Linked DNA regions of Pan troglodytes: region 2 is linked to region 1. A link is a contact called in public Hi-C data. All regions are on one chromosome and are shown on one strand. Each heading gives the region's core, a stretch centred on a gene start, on an enhancer-like site or on the middle of the called end of the contact. The rest is flanking DNA. Distances are from core to core; before and after follow the strand shown.

What was found. A called contact is a pair of places that touch in the nucleus more often than the background predicts.
Region 2: a contact with region 1 is called in a Hi-C map of stem cell-derived neural progenitor cells, with 2.0 times the contacts expected there. The contact joins the promoter of MEX3C here to the promoter of ME2 in region 1. A contact is called at or near these places in 1 of 7 Hi-C or Micro-C datasets (stem cell-derived neural progenitor cells) and 1 of 1 datasets of contacts at active chromatin or transcription factors (stem cell-derived excitatory neurons).

What each region holds. Positions count from the first base shown.
Region 1 is chr17:60,935,430-60,940,004 of NHGRI_mPanTro3-v2.0_pri, forward strand. It overlaps ME2 (malic enzyme 2), which reads left to right and starts at 3,130. Exons shown (of 16, transcript XM_024350844.3): 1 at 3,130-3,822.
Region 2 is chr17:61,248,647-61,253,106 of NHGRI_mPanTro3-v2.0_pri, forward strand. It overlaps MEX3C (mex-3 RNA binding family member C), which reads right to left and starts at 1,990. Exons shown (of 2, transcript XM_001155789.7): 1 at 876-1,990. The coding sequence starts at 1,629.

The DNA.
Region 1 (4,575 bases), core at 1,880-4,379:
TTCTACTCCTCTGACATCCTTAGAGTGCAGGCCTTCATTCTCTTGTTTGTCATCTTATGGCCCAATGATGGGTGCCATGCCACTACACATCTGTGGCAAAAAGTGAGATGAAGCAAAACAGCCAAAGACACATGCCAGTTGAATCTGTTCTTTTTTTAAAAAAAAGCCTTTCCAGAAGCCCCGGCCGTCAGCTTCCTTGTATGTGTTTCTAACAGGGTCACCTTAGACCAGCATGATCCAACTGAAATAGAGTGCAAGCCACAAATGGGAATTACGTATATAATTTTAAATTTTCTGTAGCCACATTTAAAAAGTAAGAGAGGTTTAAAAAATAATTTTAATAATATGTTGCATGAACCGAAAATATACAGAATAAAATTAAGATATTTCCATTCTTTACATGTTTTTGCACTGTCTGCAAATCCAATGTATATCTCAACTTAAAATAGCCACATTGCAAGTACTCAATAGCCATATGTCACTATATTGTAAAGGAAAAGGAGCCTGTGACATTGTGATAGAATAGGAATGTATATTTGGTCTCTGCCCTGGTTCCTGAGAAAAAGCTTCTAAATCCCTTGGAATTTCCTGAGTGACAGGGGCATCTTTTGTTCTAATGAGGCAACTCTTGGTGGGCTCCTAGATAGCCTCAGGATGGGGGCTGGTTGCCAGGGGAACCAACCATGTGATTAGAGGATTGGAACTTTTAGCTCCATCCTCTGCCCCCTGACCTCCTGGGAAGGAAGAGGAGATAAGGGTTGAGTTGATCTCCAATGGTCAATGATGTAATCAATCACACCTATGTAAGGAAGCCTCCATAAAACTTCAGAAGGATAGGGTTCAAAGAGCTTCCTGATTGCTGAACACGTGAAGGCATATGGAGGGTGGTAAGCCAAGAGAGGGCATGGAAGCTCCACACCCCTTGCCACATACTGTGCCCCATGCATCTCTTCCATCTGGCTGTTCATCTGTGTCCTTTATGACATCCTTTGTAATGTACGTAAAGTGTTTCCTTGAGTTTTGTGAGCCATCCTAGCAAATTAATATAACCCAGTGACAGGGTAATGGCAACCTGGGACTTGTGACTGGCATCTGAAGTGGGGGACACTCTTGTGAGACTGAGCCCTCAACCTGTGCGATGCGACACTATCTCCTGGTAGATAGCATCAGAATTGAGTTAAATTATAGGACACCCACCAGGTCACAGCTGAAGAACTGGTTGTTGGTGAAGAGCAACCCACACACATTTTGGTGACTAAAGGTGAAGTATTGTGTTCTGTGGTGACTGTGTGTGCACAGTAGCAGAAAAAGTTAGTTCTGTTTTCTTTTTCTTTTCTTTTCTTTTTTTTTTTTTTTTTTTTTGAGACGGAGTCTCGCTCTGTCGCCCAGGCTGGAGTGCAGTGGCGCGATCTCAGCTCACTGCAAGCTCCACCTCCTGGGTTCACGCCATTCTCCTTCCTCAGCCTCCCGAGTAGCTGGGACTACAGGCGCCCGCCACCAAGCCCGGCTAATTTTTTGTATTTTTAGTAGAGACGGGGTTTCACCGAGTTAGCCAGGATGGAATTCTGTTTTCATTAGGAAGTCTTTGACCAATCACTGTAAGTGGCTAAGGGGAAGGAAACTGTTGTCAGAGCAGACCAGAAAACAGCAGTGTCTACCTCCTTGACGGTAGCGGGTATTTAATAAGGAATAAATTGACTTCAATTTAAGCAAAATAAATTCCCTCCATGATAGCTCTCTACAACTTTCAATCTGGGATTATTCGAATGTAGGACAAACTGTCCTTAAATTCTTTAAATTGACAAACAATTGTATATAATTATGGTCGGGCGCGGGTGACTCATGCCTGTAATCCCAGCACTTTGGGAGGCCGAAGCAAGCAGATCACTTGAGGCCAGAAATTCGAGACTAGCCTGGGAAACATGGTGAGAAACCCCGGCTCTACTAAAAACACAAAAATCAGCTAGGCATGGTGGCGGGTGCCTGTAATCCCAGCTACTTGGGAGGCTGAGTCAAAAGAATCGCTTGAACCTGCAAGGCGGAGGTTTTGGTGAGTCAAGATCACGCCACTGCACTCCAGCCTGGGCGACAGAGCAAGACTCCATCTCGAAAGAAAAAAAATGTATATACTTTAATGCAATGGGATACAATGTAATGTTTCAATACATTGTGGAATGATCAAATTAGGCTAATATATCCATCACCTTACATACTTAATTCTTTTTGGTGAGAATATTTTAAATCTACTCTTTCAGCCATTGCGAAATATACATTATGAACTATAGTCACCATGCTGTGCGATATTTCTAAAACTTACTCCTGAAACTTTTTACCCTTTGACCAACATCTCCCCATTCCCCATCTACCCCCCAACACCCCCACAACTGTCTTTCAAAGACAAAGAATTTGACCTCTACTAATGAAGCGTTTATGTAGAAAGACACTGGTAATGTTTAGTTTCCTTCATCCAACCTGCTGCATCTTGTAAGTTCCTGGCAAGCAGAGTTACTTTAGGTCATGCATATTTATAACCTCTCCTTGCCTGCGGTGGTTATTATAGCAACCACACTTCTGGATTATCACCTAACTGGAGTTTCCTCCTCACAGGCCCCACCCTTCAATGTTCAGAGAGGGGCGATTGCCCCAGATTTTATTTAATTGTCAGAGTTTAGGAGGGAGCAATTCACTCTTCCCTACTTCCACTCCATCTTCTCAATCCTACATTTCCATCACTTTTAATTTTATTCTGCCTTGCCTCTTTTTTTATATTTTACATCTTATTTTTGAAATTGTCATTACCATGCCTTGTTTTAAGAGTACACAAGCTCATTATAGTAAAGAGTTTTGGGTGATAACATTTTCTGAAATAAGGGTGAAGAAATATCCTCCCATGTCACAACCGTTGGGAGGGCGGGGGTAGGGATGTTGGAAGGCACGGTCCCTGCTGCTTTCAAGGACAAGACAATTAAGTGTTCCGGTGCTTTTCTGAGGCAGAACATTGAACATCTATTTATGGTGACTGTGACAGTGGAGGTGATTGGTAAATTCACCGCAGGCAAATAACCTTGCCAGTAGCCATGAGGAGTGGCAAAGAATTCTGCAGAAGAGCAAGTCCTTTGCACACAAAACAGCTCGGAAAGTGAAAGCGTCGCTGAAGTGCGGAAGCCTCGCATTTCCTGGGTCCTCTTCCTCCTTCCTTTGCCGTCTCCTGCCCTCCTGTTCTCCCCCTTCCTCTGTGGCTCAGGCAGGACAGACCCCAACTCCCAGCTTCCCTGTTCTCCGCGGGTTCGGAGACTGGGACCCCCGGGCCAGGAGTGCTGGGGGCGCGGTCGGCCAGCCCCGGCTTCCTTCATGGAGCGGCGGAGCTCCACCTCCTTCTCTGCACTGCACTTCTCACATCCTCAGCATCGCGTCCACGAGGCCGCCCGCCCCGCCTCAGAACCGTAACCTCCAGGAGCTGGGTTGAGGAAGGCGCGGAGGACAGGAACCCCGGCGCCGGCAGCTAAGCCTCCAGACGGAGCCCGCCCCTCCGGCCGGTTCCTGCCTCCCATTGGCCCGCGAGCCCGTCCGTCTCCACCGTGGGCCACGCCTTCCCGGCCCCGCGGCTGGCCGGCTCCTCGCGCCCTCCCCTCACCCGGCCGCTCTTCGGGCCGCCTCTGGGTGTGGGGCCGCCCGCGCCAGTGTGAGCCTGAGCTGACGGCAGCTCCGGGAGGCTCGCAGAAGGGGAGGGCCGGGCGGCGCGGGAGCTGAGCATCGCCAGGGCGGGCGGCAGGGCGCGGCCTCTCCGCCGGGTGTACCACCTGTCGCGGCGCGAGACCTCTGGTAAGGCCCGGCGCGGTGGGGCCCGGGCGGGGGTCCGGGAGAGGAGCGGGCGCCGGCCTCCCCTGGCCCGGCCCCGAGAGCCCAGCGCTGCCGCGTCTCCGGCCTCCGCGCGTGCGGCCCCCGCCGTTGCCGGCCTGGAGGTGGGGGCTGGGGGAAGGGAAACGGTCCGCGGAGTCTGGGCTGAGGGCGAGGGACCGGCTACATCGCGGCGACCCAGGTTCCAGCGGCCGCGGCTCTACCCGGCGCGCGATTTCCAGGTTCCTCCGCCCGCTGGTGCCTGGGCGCCCCGCTCTCGCCCGGGAGCGAGGCCCTGGGCCTCCAAACGCCAGCATCTCTTTCTCGCTCTTTCTGCACCCCTCCACAAAAGGACTTCTGTGGCTGGAAACCCTTTGGCAAGTCTATCTCCTTTATTCAGTCGGGCCGAGTTAACGGCAGGAGTTAGGCTGTGTGTGTGGCTCCTCCCTTTAAAAAAAGACTTGCTGCGGGCTGGAGAGTTCTGAGATTGGACCGATTCCGTCTATTATGAAATGCCATCTGTGGACCGGGATTGGCAGGTGTTTCTTTCACGCTGGCGATAACTATCTCTGCATGTGGTGTTACCTAGGTGGTCCTAGGTTTGGACTTTCTTTTTTGGTTCCAGAGATAATTCTAGAAAATTTACGTTGCTTGTGGTGAGAAGCGTGATCAAATTATCACGTGCTTTCTTACAAAACGTTTTATCATCTTCTGTCTGTGGATTTACCTTCCTGATGC
Region 2 (4,460 bases), core at 740-3,239, 310 kb after region 1:
TACAGAGGTACCCCAGGCATCCCCTTCCCCCACCTTCACAAATCTACTCCTGGAATCTGAGACATAGGTCCTTTGTCTGAACAATGTGGGAGGAGTCTGTCTGCAGTACTGGTGTGCTAGCAAGTGAAGAGGAGAATTAACTGAAAACTGTATAAACCGATGAAGTTTCTTAATTACCTTAGTGTCCATTTTTTCTTCATCCTGCACACCGAACAGCTTTAAAAGACAGCCAGTGTGTCAGTGTGTCTTTCCGAGAGTTGAAACGTATCGAGAGAAAATACAGTTAAGATAGGCGGCAGTGAGTTGGGCTGCTTTTCCAAAGCTAAGTTTCTCAACAGCGGAGGGGGGGCAGGGGATGGCGGTGATACCGACCATTTGAACACCCCTTCCCTCCCCAGTGAGCTCTGTCTACAGGCCTCCATTTCTGTTCTTTTCTCCATCTGAACAAGTTCTTGTAAGGAAGGCTGAACGCTTTTAGAAGACACTCGGCGGCGCAAACTTGCAATCTCGAAGCTTTCCGTACCCAACAGCGAACCCACAACTCCTCGAGCCCGACCTTTTACCACCTCACTGAGGTTTCTGGTGCCACGCCAGCCTGGTGTTCCACGAATACAGCCCAAGTAACGTGAACACCACCGGACTGGGTCGCCCGAGAAACTTCACACTTTTTACCAGGCAAGACGGGCGGAAAAGCGTGGGTTTTCGCAAGGTGACCCATCTTCACATCTGGTCGACCCTCGGCTCCTCCCAGACCCCTTCGCGGTGGACTTGGGGGCCTCGCCGGGTTCGCCTTTTCCGTCCCACGCTCCTTTCTCTCGTCTCCCCACCCACGCCCGGGGCCATGCCCAGCTGGACCTCCCCACCCCTGCACTCACCCTGGCGGCCGACGATCTCGGCGACGTGCTCGGAGCTGGGCACCGGGACGCACTCGGTGGTGTTCACGCTCTTTCTCCGGAGCAGGGCCGCCTGCTCCCCGTTCAGGGCGGCCGCCGCCGCCCCACAGCCGCCGGGGCCGTAGGCGTGGGACAGCATCGCCGCCATCATGCCCTGGGCATCGTCCCCTCCGTACAGCACCCCCGCCGCCGCCGCCGCGGCCGCCGCCTCCCGGGCATCGAAGCTGGCGGCTGGCAGCAGCACAGACCCCAGGGACCCGCCTGGGATCTGCTGGGTCTGAGAGGCGGTGGCCGCGGGCGGCGACAGCAGCAGCAGCGACGACCGGTCCTCCTCCTCTGCTTCCTCCAGCTCCTCCTCCTCCAGCAGGTCTCCGTCCAGCTCCGCTTCCTCCCCCTCCTCCTCGTCCTCTTCCAGCTCCAGCTCGGCCGCCTCCGGGGCCCCGGGCCGGCCGGGCGGAGCCCGCTCCTCTGGAGACAGCCCCGCCGCCCGCCGGGCCTGGCCCTGCGCCGCCGCTGCCGGGGCCCGAAGCGCCGGGGCGCCGGGCTCCGCCGGGCTGGGGTCGTCGAGGCCTAGCGCGGCCAAGCGCTCCCTCAGCAGGAGCCCGTCCCCCTCGAGCTCCGGGCCGCCCGAGGGCGGCGGCAGAGGCGGCGGTGGCGGCGGCGGCGGCGGGGGCGGCTGCGGCAGGGGGGCCGGGGCCGCCGCCAGGGCCAGGGCCGCGGAGCTGCCGCTGGGCATCGCGGCGGCGCGCTGTCAATGGCGGCGGCGGCGGCCGGGTCAGGCGCGGCAGGCGGCGAGCCCCATGGCGGACAGGGCCAGGGCCCTGCTCAGCTCGCAAACACCTTTCCTCTGGGGAGGCGGCGGGGCTGGGGACCCGGGCCGAGGAGCGCCAGGGCCGCCCGGAGACCGGAGAGGGCGGGGTGGAGGGGCAGGGGAAGGAGGCAGAGGTAGGTAACTAGGTGGGTGGGTGGGGACGGCGGCGGGGCGGGCTGGTGGAGGTGGCAGCGGCTCCCCTCTCAGGGTTTCTTTTGTTTCATGGCCTTAACCAGCCCCCGGCGCGCGCGGCGGCGGCGGCTACGCCCCACGCCGCTCTCCGAATGAAGCCGGCGCGCTCTGATTGGGTGCTTTTAATCTCTGGGAGCCCGCCTTCTCCTCCCGCAGCCTTCCAACTCCTTTCCCCAGCCCCACCCCCCACCCTCCTTCGGGCCCCGCCCCTCCCCTCCCCAGAGCTCTCTGATTGGGTGACCGGGACCAGCCAGTTCCCGAAGCCTACTCCTTCCGTCCTCTCCCCGCCCACCTCCCTCTCATTCCTCCCGGCAAGCGCGGAGAGGGACTGTGATTGTTCACTTTACACGTCACTCTTTGTGACGTCCCCGGCGGGGGCGGGAAAAAGGAGGCGGACGAAGGCGCTGCTGCAGAGGCTGAAACTAAGGGCCAAGCGGGGTTTTGGCGCAGGCGCGTGCCGTCGAAGCGCACACCTGGATTTGTTTCCCCTCAACCCTTCATCCCTGTAGCCCATGTGGCTGAGTTCTTTTAGGGAAGGCACTGTGTGAGCGGCCTGGAGCAGAGCTGCAGGCATACGTTCGAGAGCATTGTTTCCTCGGGTTGAGGAAGAGATCGCCCCCTTCAGAGGAAGGGCCTTAAGAAGGGTCACGGAAGGAGGGGCCACGCAGTATTCTCCTATCCCCTCGCGGGGGCGGTTTCCTGAGCCGCGTGGCTCCCGGGCCTTCCCTCTCGGACTCGGGAATGCTCCTCCCTCGGGGCCGGGCCCTCCCACGCCCCGCTGGCCCGGCTTCTCTGCCGGCAGGATGGTTACATCAGCAGCCTGGAGGTGCTGAAGTTTAGCTCTTCGGGGTTTTTTTTTTTTTTTTTTTAAACGGAGTCTAGCTGTGTCGCCCAGGCTGGAGTGCAGTGCTGCGATCTTGGCTCACTGCAACCTCCGCCTCCCGGGCTCAAGAGCTTCCCCTTGCAGTGGCTCACGCCTGTAATGCCAGCACTTTGAGAGGCTGAGGCGGGCGGATCACGAGGTCAGGTCAGGAGTTCGAGACCAGCCTGATCAACATGGTGAAATCCCGTCTCTACTAAAAATACAGAAATTAGCCGGGCGTGGTGGCGCACGCCAGTAATCCCAACTACTCGGGAGGCGGAGGCAGGAGAATCGCTTGAACCCGGGAGGTGGAGGTTGCAGTGAGCCAAGATCATGCCACTGCACTCCAGCCTGGGCGACAGAGCGAAACTGCGTCTTAAAAAAAAAAAAAAAAAAAAAAAAGAGTTTCTCCTGCCTCAGCCTCCCGAGTAGCTGGGATTACAGGCACCCACCACCACACCATGCTAATTTTTGTATTTTTTAGTAGAGATGGGGTTTCACCATGTTGGCCAGGCTGGTCTTGAACTCCTGACCTCACGTGATCCACCCGCCTCGGCCTCCCAAAGTGCTGGGATTACAGGCGTGAGCCATGGCATCTGGCCTCTCCTTTCACTCTTAGCTAAGCTAACGTCAATACAAGTTGTCCTTCAGAGCTCAGCTTAAACATCACTTCCTCTAGGGTGTCTTCCCTAACCTATTAGGTAAGGTAGATGTCCTGCAATTGGCTCTTATGGTGTCCTCTATGTCCCTAGCAACACTTTGCATTCTTTGTTCTGGAATTGTCTCTCTTCTTCTCTTCTTTATAAAGCCAGCTTTACCATAGCACTTGGTACCTAGGAGGGGCCAGTATGTCCTTGCTGACTGACCAACTAAATGGATATTATTTCAAATAAACTCAGTTCAACAGCTAATCTGAACCTTTGGCCGTTTTTGAAATATGCATTGTACTATCCCATCTTTGTGCCTTTGCTAGTGTTGTTTTTCTGCTCAGATTGCCCTGACCTTCTATCCCACCTTCCCCATCTCCACACATTTTTAATCCTCAGCTTACATTTGACTTCTTCCAACCTACATTCCTAGTCAATAGAATCAGGGCTAGTCCTTCCCTTCCTCTCCCCAGGAAAATACATATGAAGGCAACATTTCCCGTATATTTCTGTATGCTTAAACGACCCCTTAAAGTCTACCCATGGATCTCTTGGGGTTCTCTAGGCCTATGAAACAGACTGGCTAGATGTTCACTAAATCTGTTTCCTCCTCTTCCTGAGCACACAGCTAGACTACATTTCCTGGCCTCCACTGTGGTTGGGAAGACTGAGTTTTAGCCAAGTGTACAGAATTTCCTTCAAGAGTCCCTCATATTATCATCCTTGTTCCTCCTCTATCTGTGGATGTAAATGAGTATGATGAACTTGGAAGCCACATGTTAAAGATGACAGAGCCGCAAGATAAAAGGAGCTTGAGTCACCACATGGAGCAGAGGTGCCCTCCAATCAGATGTACCTGTTTCATACTTTATATGAGTGGAAAAAAAAAGATTTTTAAGGAGTTTGAAATATATTTTTGTATACATTGGTTATAGCAGTTAGCCTATCTTTTTTTTTTTTTTTAATTTTATAAATTTTTGCTAAGGGAGGTGCAGGGCCACACCAAGGCCCAGCCATCCCAGTTAGCCTGTCTTAACTAACATAAAACACCAAGT